Regions from separate parts of the Hordeum vulgare genome. Here region 2 is linked to region 1. Evidence: chromatin contacts called from public HiChIP or PLAC-seq data. All regions are on one chromosome and are shown on one strand. Each heading gives the region's core, a stretch centred on a gene start, on an enhancer-like site or on the middle of the called end of the contact. The rest is flanking DNA. Distances are from core to core; before and after follow the strand shown.

The links. HiChIP or PLAC-seq counts read pairs in DNA pulled down with a chosen protein or histone mark.
Region 2: a contact with region 1 is called in an H3K4me3 HiChIP or PLAC-seq map of embryo, with 5 times the contacts expected there. The contact joins the promoter of LOC123447597 here to the promoter of LOC123447545 in region 1. A contact is called at or near these places in 1 of 6 Hi-C or Micro-C datasets (seedling) and 1 of 1 datasets of contacts at active chromatin or transcription factors (embryo).

What each region holds. Positions count from the first base shown.
Region 1 is chr1H:481,465,929-481,471,134 of MorexV3_pseudomolecules_assembly, forward strand. LOC123447545 (protein FAR1-RELATED SEQUENCE 3-like) reads left to right here and starts at 2,269. Exons shown (of 5, transcript XM_045124154.1): 1 at 2,269-2,426; 2 at 2,563-2,664; 3 at 2,799-2,873; 4 at 3,264-3,326; 5 at 3,437-5,206. The coding sequence starts at 2,611.
Region 2 is chr1H:481,869,871-481,875,076 of MorexV3_pseudomolecules_assembly, forward strand. LOC123447597 (general transcription factor IIF subunit 2) reads left to right here and starts at 2,388. Exons shown (of 6, transcript XM_045124209.1): 1 at 2,388-2,733; 2 at 3,269-3,386; 3 at 5,108-5,206. The coding sequence starts at 2,542.

The DNA.
Region 1 (5,206 bases), core at 1,019-3,518:
GCGGTGTTGCCGACATAGGAGATGAAGGAGTACATGTGTAGGAAGGGAGTTGGCCACTGACACCGGAGAAGGAATAGACTTAGACGATGACTAGGGGTGACGACAGACCGATGGGGCGGCTTGGACACACTGAGACCGTTGGCTGGAAGCAAACGGTTAGACATGTGTTGGAGGGCATCTCTGGTACGAATAAGAAGACGAAACGAACATATGAGAATTAGCCTATACCAAAAACGAATTCGAGTTGGGTAGCATATTGAGATGCAATACATCCGGGTAGCCTCTTGAGGGGAATGCCTGCCATTGGGCCATGCGGCCTGGATGGAGCCCCATGAAAGGAGGGAGCCCGGTGGCCCGAATAGAGCTGGAAGATCATCATACGTGCAGGCCAAGACATCAACATGGGATCGTTTATATCCCTATGTAAACTCTAACATTGTTATCTATACTAGCAAAATGGCCCATGCGTTGCAACGGGAGAAAGAAATATCATACGGCACACGCTCTTAATTTATAAAAATTGTCTATAATTTGAGAATTTATAGTTACGATACAAATAAAGATGGTCTTATCCTACAAAAATGCAGTTTTCAAAATTTCACAGGTCTTCTATTTTAACACGGCTTGCATGTAGATTTAATACGTACAAAGAATCAGTCAAGTGACCTTCAGTTTCATCTCTAATCCTGATTTTGTTGACGTGTTCATTCCCAACCCGGATGAGTACCGGTATGAAAGAAAGACGAATAATAACTTATTTATTAAGATTGCACCCTAGATAGTATTTTTATTAAACGTTTAACAGATAAAATAATATCATATTTAAATTCTACATATTTTTCTAATCAAAGTCCATGTATAATATGTTAAATTTGGAGTTACGGTTTAAAAGATATGAGTATTTAAAAAAAATATTTAATATATACTACGAGTTTAATGTCATAAACAGTAAGGGCTTTTTTGTAAAATCACCTCGATGGGTTTTCCGACGAAAGCGATAGCCTCTTTATTATTAAGGTAAAGATAAGGCGGAGCTAGAGTTAGCCATTCCCATCTACAATGTAGACTCAACTCTGAGTAGTAATTTAGAAAAATACCTTTGATAGTCAAATACATAGTTTCATGGTAACCCCCTCACACGAGGTGCTCTACCAGGAATACAAATCAGAAGCATGATGCAAGGTATTACTTTAATACAAGGGTCTAAACCCGGGTAATTCGATCTCTCTCTCTCTCTCTCGTACTTTCGAGTTTTTACCGCGTCCGCCATCCTATCAAGTGTACCGATGAATTTTTAAACCGACCACTTTGCACGCCAGCTAGTGAAAAGGAAAATAATCAATCGTTACTCTCTGTGTATATATGACTTTTTGGACACTGTCGTAGTGTCAAGTAGTGACTTATATTTATATTTTGATACCGAGGGAGTATTAATTAAGAAAAACGATTTAAATTAGGTGGATGATTTCTTCCACTCTTAAGCCGTCTCCTGTGTGCAACACGTGTCCGTGTGAGTCCACCCACCGCTCCAAGCTTATCTCCTCGCTATCTTTCTTCTCCACTCGCTTTCTCCCTTTTCCCCTTTCTTTTTTGTTCGTCAATGACAGAGGAGAGGCCATCAAACCCATGACGAGTACCACCAATCACCACACCTAGGAACCGGGAGGGACCGTCGCCGACGGCCGCATGCTGCTACTCTGCCTCATCGGGCACCCTGCTGCTGCAATCCCGCCATGGTTGCGGCTGCCATTGATGCAAGCAGGAAAGGAGCTCGTCGTCGGCCTAAACCCGCATCGCTACATTCACGTTCGCCAGTGCCGGCGCATGCTGTGTTGCATCACCCATCGACGTCGCAGTGCCCTGTTGTTGCCGTCTTTCACAGGCGGCCCGAACGTGCGATGCAGTTGGTGGCGCTGCAATGGAGCTTCACCGGAGTTGTAATGGAGCATCGCAAAACGCCGTAGCTGCTGCGTTGCAGCTTCGCCGGAGCTACAATGAAGCTTCACCAGATGTTGTCGACGCCGCATTGGAGCTATGGTTGCGTTGCGTCGTGTGTTGCAATGAAATTGGCACCCCATTGCATTAAAGCTGATCTGTTGTCATAGCGTTGCTGAATCTAGTGGCCACCAGCGCGTTGATCTGACGGCTGGGCAGGCGGATGATTTCTTCCGATTGATTTGTAGCGGCCGCCATTAATTAACCCCCGAAAAGAAAGAAAATGCGAGCTAATGGGCGGACGTTCACCGCATATACACGGGCCGCACTCGATCCTCCCCCCTGGAACTGTTCTCTCTCTCCCCCTCCTTCCCTCCCATCCGATTCTCAATCCAGCGGCCGGCCGGCCGTCCGTCGCACCTCCCCTCCCGCAGCCGTTTTCCATCTCCGCTCGTCCCCTCGCAGGTCGCAGCCGCTCAGACTACGCACAGGTCCAGCGCCAATCCCTCTCGTCTCGCCTCCCCTCGAGGATCTCGATCTCCCCCCTCCTTCTCCCTCTTCTCCGCACAGCCACCACGGCGCCGGCGCGGCGGCCGATATTTACCAGCTTCTTTTCTTTCTTTTCAGGTGCCAAATCCCCCAAATCAGGAACAGCGAGCCGCCGCCGATGCGCAGATGCAGGCAGCAGGTGACCTCGGGGGACCTGTTCCCGCAACCAATTTCGAACAAGTATGCGCAGTCACCAATCAAGTTTGTCTGGGGGGATTTTTTTTTTTTGTGTGTGTGTACCTCGCCTGGAATCCTGGACTGTATGTGCGTGTATCCACCACAGTTGGAAATGAACTTCCACGAAATTGGCGCAGGTTGTGATGATGACCTATCCGGACCGGGCCGTAGAGCCGAGCCACCCAGGAGCAGCAGGGCTGCGCGTGGAAAAGGTATCATCGCTTGCACGCGTCTGCTCACAATGTGCGTTCCTCTGTTGATGATATGCTGCAAGAGAAATACACAGTCATCGGAAACAAACGGTGAATTGCTCTCGCAGCATGTATCACATTTCACATGACAGTAAATTGACGGGGGAAACAATGGCGTTTGCCAGTAACTGATTCCGGTATTCGGCGAAATTATTGTGTTTTCCTTTTGCGGTTGAGCCTCTGCTCAGCACATGTGGTTGGTAACGTTACGGGTTTCTGGTGGTAGAAACCGGGGAGGACCTTCCCTTTGACCCATTTCCCTTAATAAAAAACATCACTACTGTGCTGACTACATCTTTGAGAATGCCATCATGCTTGGTTTTACTAGGGAATAAATGATTACTTGCGCAGGAACACGTCGGCGAACAAGCAAACCCCGAAGGAGGTCTGCAGCCGATTGGTCAAATTAATCAGGTACATAAACCAAATGAAACATAACAAGTACTGCTTCTCTGTCAAACAAGTGGAATTTAATACGACATTACTTGTGGCTTAACAGAGATTGATTGTTCTCTTGCCTGCAGGAAAATGCATCAAATGGCATTGGCACAACTGTGCAAGGACTGTTGGCAGATATGTTGCATAAACAAACCAACTCGGCGGACCCTGCAGTGCAGAGCGCTGAAGGACAAGACCAATTACTTGGTGTTACAGAAGGGCATGATTTGTCTAGCAATGATACAAGCAGTGGAAGCGATTCAGGTAGCAGCTCTGGGAGTGAGTTAGATACTGAACTAGGAAAATGTTTTTACCCTAGTATCGAGGCATTGGAGAATTCAAGACCACCGGAAGTTGGAATGAAATTTCCTACCCTTGAAGATGCAGAACGTTTCTATAGCACACATGCTCTGCTAACTGGTTTTGCAGCAAGGAGGGGAACTAATTACAAGAGAAAGAAGTTTCACCTACTATGCAACAGAAGTGGTAAATTAAAACCAGCTCAGGACCTGCAGAGGAAGAGGAAGGTTAATGTTTTGGGCTCACAGTGCCAAGCAAAGGTGATAGTGAAGCTCCATAACGAGCAATGGGAGTTCACAGGAGTTAAGCACGAGCACAATCATCCATTATGTCCATCCCCATCGCTCACGAGTTTCTTTTTGGATCACAAATACTTGTCAAGTGAAGAGAAGTTATTTCTAAGAGTTCTGCAACAAAGTAGGGTAAATCCAAGGAAAGCTATGAATATTTTCCAGAGAATGAGAAGCAACTTTGGAAATGTATCATCATCAAAAGAGAAAGATACGAGCAATTCACAGTGTGTAGACCAATGGAGAAAAGAAAATTCAGATGTTGAAACCGCATTGAAGCGCTTCAAAGAACTGGAGCTGCGGAACCTAGGATTTTCCTACACCATGCAAAAAGATGAAGATAACATAGTTAGGAGTCTTTTCTGGACTGATGCAAGGTCGAAACTAGATTATGAGATTTTTGGGGATTTCATATCGTTTAGCACTACCTATAGCACTAATAGGCATAATATGCCTTTCACCCCTATCATTGGAATGAATAATCATGGGAGAATCCTTGTGTTTGGATGTGCCTTGCTACAAGATCAGAAAGCTGAAACCTTCAAATGGATGTTCCAAACTTTCTTGCATGTGATGGGAGGGAAACTGCCAAAAACAATCATAATCGACCAAGATGAAGGTATGGTGAAAGCAATTGCAGAGGTCATGCCACAAGTAAGGCCCAGGCTTTGCAAGTTCAGTGTGATGCGAAAAGCACAGGAAATGCTAGGAGCCTTCATGGCAGCAAGGGGCAACATGAATGCAGAGCTGCATGGCTTGGTAGACAACTCACTGACAGAAAAGGAATTTGAAGAAGGTTGGGCTGTGCTCATTGAAAGATACGATGCAAGTGAAAATGAGTACCTCCGACTGATGTGGAAAATTAGGAAACGCTGGGTGCCTATCTATTTCCAAGCAGATTTCTATCCATTTGTCGAGTCAGCTGGACATGTTGAGAGGACAAACTTATTATTCAAAGACAATGTGCTTCTTCAGGACAGTGTCGAGAAGTTTATCGAGCAATACGAGAGAATACAAGAGAGCATAGTGAAAACAGAGGAAGAGGATACATTGCAGCCAGCAACTGAACCGGCATACTTCTCCATGCAGCCAATAGAAAGGCATGCAGCGCGCATATACACGAGGCAAATATTTCTGAGAGTACAGAAAGAGCTATACTGTTCTACGGCGCTCAACGCTTATGAGATACGAGGAGGATCGGCTTACAGACTTGAAAAGGTCTTCAACTACAAGAACCCGGAGTTTGACAGAAACTCTTTCGAAGTG
Region 2 (5,206 bases), core at 1,138-3,637, 400 kb after region 1:
GCAGTTCCTGACAACCCGCCCCGCTCTTTCCTTTTGTAGTTATGGACACTATCTCGAAATGCAACTCGCTGCCAACAGAGGTCAATGATGCCTATCTTGATAACTTTGTAAAAACGGGTAATCTAGATCCCAAGGAAGTTATTGGGTGGCGGACTGCCTTCGGAGAAACAATTCCCCAACCCGCCAAAGGAGAGGTAGTTGTATTAGGTATGTTGGGGACACAAGAGACTTCTTGTTTCTTAATTGCAGGGTTGCTTGAGAGAGACCATCTTCAACCTCTACTTCCCTGAGTTCGATAAACCTTAGGTCATCCACTTGAGGGAAATTGTTGCTGTCCTACAAACCTCTGCGCTTGGAGGCCCAACATAGTCTACAAGAATATAAGCGTGCATATACATCAACATTGCACTCCGCCGCTCCCGCAAGGACAACACGCGACCGACGATAGGATCTGCCCGCCGCGACTCCATAGCGTCCCCTCAACAGGCGCCCAGTTCCTCTGGGACGGGATCATCGAGGTCCCGATGGGGGATCCATCGGCCGTTCCGGCGGACTTCGAGTCACATGTTGTCCATCGTGGGAAGGAGAGGATAAGGATTGCCGAGGCCTTTCTCGCGAAGGAAATGGCGGAGGCGGAGGCGATTGATGCGACGGAACGGGCGGCCGCAGAGAAGGAAGCCATCCGCGCCGGCACTTTGAAGAAACGACAGTGGAGGAACACGTGCGCCCTCGCTCGCGAGCAGAATCGGGCGATCCGGTAAATGGCGGGACTACCATCGACGGAGGTGGAGGAGGTGATCGACGGCGAGGACAGCTCCAGTGATGAGTAATCCGGCTCGATCCGTACCCGCGTCTTCAACCGGTACTTCGGCGAGAAGGACGACAAGTGCTCCAGGAAAGGCAAGAGTAGCCGTGGCTAATGTCCATATGGCCAAACATGTCAAATTTTGATAGCCCGATGATAATGTTAGTAGTGATGGAGTAATCAGACGATATGTATAATGCATTGACGTAGTAATTACATGGTTTGTATGAATTTAAGGTATGAGATCTGAGATGTCCGATTATATAACACATTATTTAAAGTGTGACAAATCAGTGTCGGTGGATACGTATTGACCGCATACACTCGCATTTGAGGGGCGGATTTGCAAGTTCGGATGTAGATCTCTAAGAGCAACTCTAGTAGACCCCGCACCCGGTCGGCCCGCAAAACGCGTTTGCAGTTCGCGCAAAACCACTTTTGCGGGCCGGCGCGGGCTGGCACAGATGCATACCCCGCATAATGGACCCGTAAAAAAGCATATTCGCGGAATATACTTTTTTTACGGGTCGGCTTCTGCGGGTTTTGATCTGGCGCAGCTTCTCCCGGCCCGTAAAACTTAGATTTGCAACTTAAATTGATCTAGCACAATGCTTTTCTTTGCTTTTGCAACAACATTATAGATACAAAAGATATCACCAAATCTTGACTAGAATAGCAAAACCAAAGAAAACAAGAACCACAAGTATTGGCCTTCCCAAAACCAAAATAAGCATCCATCGTCCTACACAAAAGAATGAGCAAGCTCGAAGTGAGCTACCGCAATTGAACTAAAGAATGAGCTATGGAACGAGCTATTGAAGTGCACGTACCCTGTCGTTTTCGCATTTGTAGAACACCCCATCCGGGATGCGTCGGCGTGCCCGAAGTGAGCCGCAGCACTTGGCGCCGGCAGTCGTCGCACTCTATGAGCGGCATCGGCAGGCCACAAAGACGCTGCGCGAGCGCCGAGCCCGATGGACGGCCAGACGAGTCCATGCCCGCAAACCTTCGGTGGCGGCGGACGGACGAACCCGTGCCTGCATGCGGCGATGCGTCCTTGCCTGGGCTGCGGGAGAGGCTCCCCAACCACTCCATCGCCTCGGGCAGCAACCGGCGGCCGGCGATGAAGTGTCGCAGATCTGCAAATCCGGCAGCCCGCCGACGCAGGGAGGAAGGGAGGGGAGGCCTCGTGCGCGTGGCGGCCTTCCGGCGTGCTCCTACCGGCTGCTGTCGCCGGAATCTTGGGCGGCGGCCGGCGGCGGCGCGAGGGGGGAGAGGAAAGGTGGTTGGTGGGAGAAAGCGCGGGATGAAATGTTCCCCCACCAACCGCTTCCGCTTATATGCAGGGCACCGCAGCTGCGAGGGGGAAACCCGCGTTTTCCCGGGTTGGGGTCGGGATTTTGCCGCGCCCCTTAAAATTTTTTACTGACCGGGGCGGGATGCGGGGTCTGATCGGGCTGGTTTTTCCGGCCCAACCCGTATTTTGACGATTATTTTACAGGTCGGGGTGGGATACGGGGTGAGGTCGGGATACGGGGTGTGCTAGAATTTTTGCTCTAACAAAACCTCTGCTCGTCTCGCATTCACGCCATCCGCACGTGCCTGTCTAGACTAGTCTCTTCCCGTCCTCCGCCGCGTCAGATCACGCGCCGCTCGCTCCTCCCGGTCGCCCTAGCGCCGCCACCAAACGAACCCCAAAATCGCGAGACCACCCGCGGCGGCTAGCCGGCGCAGAGATGGGCGACGAGGCGAAGTACCTGGAGACGGCGCGGGCGGACCGCTCCGTGTGGCTCATGAAGTGCCCCCCCGTCGTCTCCCAGGCTTGGCAGGGCGCCTCCGCCTCTTCCGGCGATGCTAACCCTAACCCGGTCGTCGCCAAGGTCGTGCTGTCCCTCGACCCCCTCAGCTCCGCCGAGCCTTCCCTCCAGGCAAGGAGCCCACCCCGCCCCCGCCCCGCCCCGCGATGTTCCCCTCTTTTGATTGGTGTGCGGATTTGTTCAGTAGAGTCGCCTCAATTCAAGTTCAGAAACCAATAGGTTGGTACGGGAGCTGTATAGTTAGCTGATGACCCAACTGATGGAGTAACACGATATGGTCGAATACATTTAGGTGCCTGTTTGAATCAGGTACCGAAGCATTGGGTGCTTGATGAGAACAAACCATGGTTGGCGACAATTGTGCTCATGAACAACAACCCGCACCCGCCTTCTATATATTATTTGGGGATTTGTTTGAGTCTGCAAGCTAGGCTAGGAACAAGCCTGGTGAAGACTGCATGAAAAAGCATAAAAATCTTATGCAGATTGAACTTAGTGCATTGAAGATACTAATTTGAAGAACTGCATGGCATACTGCTATCTTTGTCCCAACTGTTAATTGTTGCTCATTCTATGTCTGTATCACACTCATTATTTCTTGCTTGTGGTGCTCATCGTTCTTACAACATTTTATTTGGAATGGCAGTTCAAGATGGAGATGTCTCAAACTAGTGTAGCTAGCACTTGCAATCTACCAAAGAGTTACTCCTTGAATATGTTCAAGGATTTTGTACCCATGTGTGTTTTCTCTGAGACTAATCAAGGTACAAAACAAATTCCCTGCTTGTTATCAATCGCAGTGCATGCATTTTTTCTTATCTGTGTATTTTAATGGCCTGGAAATTCTGTTGTCATGACTGTTGTACCTGGTTTAGGTTTGCACTTTGGTTCTGCCTATGTACTTTTGGTTTAATACAGATATTGATTTTATATGCAATAGTAATCTTGTCAAAACAGTCAAATATGCTGAACTATAGTTCTGTGATGTGTTATGTCTCTAATGTTCCGCACATGCTTCATATTTTCTACAAGAGAGGTACAACATGCGCTTCAAATGTTGTATCTATAATTCATAGTTGTCGATATGAATTTGGTAACATCTGCAAATGGTTTCAGTCCCAAACCTTTTGCACAGTACTCGTGAGAAATGAACCCGTACTCATGAGAAATGAATCCACACAGTTACTTATGCATCAATTTTCTGACTTAAATGATTTAGTTTGGCATTGTATCGATTTTTCAATTTTGATGATAGTGATTGTGCCATCTGTTGAATTTTAATGATAGTGATTGTGCCATCTTCATAATTTTGATACCCTGTTCTTCTTAAAGTCACCGTGCGAGCACAGAAAATGCCACATATATATATGTCTATGTTGGCCTATTGTGCCTGCCTGCATATTCTAAGCAATGTTCTAAACCCACAAGTTTCAGGATTTAGTATCTAGTAGTTGTAGCAGTAGGTGTCTCCCGAGCTTGAGCTTCTCTTTGATGTCGGGTGAATTGAATTTCATATATGGAGAAATGTGTCGCTAGTCCAAGTCCGCTAGGTGGTGATTGCATTTATGTGCAAGATTAGTATTTTCTTGACATGTACTCCCTCCATTCCTAAATATAATAAGTCTTTTAAGAGATTTCGCTAGGAGTCTACATACGAAATAAAATGAGTGAATCTACACTCTAAAGTATGTCTATATACATCCGTATGTAGTCTACTAGTGGAATCTCTAGAAAGACTTATATTTAGGAACGGAGGGAGTAATTCATGTCTAGCATGTATTTTGGTTGGTACTGAATTCATGTAGTTTGATAAGGAGTTTCTCTTTTGTATGGGTTTCAGTGTATGTATTTTCCAGTGTTTTGTTAGGTGATCGGATGCTTTAGTCTGTTGGGACGTTTTACTTAATTGATGTGTGATCGTTGAGTGCATAGTTCCTTTGATTCCCCAATCAATAAACTTCGCCATCAAACGTGGTGGTGTAGTTTTGGGTTGTTTTTCCATGCAATCTTCTCTCAGCGGTGATGTCCTGTTATCATTCCATCATGTAAAATTTGATATGTATGAGATGTCAATGTTCACCGTGCTCCCTGAGTGATTTTGCATAATTTATGCACATTGATACATCCTTTCAGTTAGTTCAGAAAAATAGGGAGACTACTGTCATATGTAGTGCTGTCTAAAGCCTAACTTGCTGAGCTGCTTCTTGATTCATATAGCTCACCAAGCAATATGAAACCCTAACCTGCAAACTTCAGTTGGCCTACCACCGGTAACAGGTTACAGCCCTAACCTGCTAACTTCAGTTGGCCTACCACCGGTAACAGGTCACCACTGGCAGGTTACTGCCTGTAACAAGATTGAAAAGTTTGGACTTACTAGCAGCTCTGTGGTTCTTGGTTCTCGAAAACTTCTGGGATTCTTGCAGTGGCACAATGGCACTAATTAGGTTTGACTATCACTGAAGCAAACCACTGTTTGTTTCAGGAAAACTCTCATGCGAAGGAAAAGTTGAGCATAAATTCGACATGGAACCTCACAAGGATAACTTATTGAACTACGCAAAGTTATGCCGTGAAAGAACAC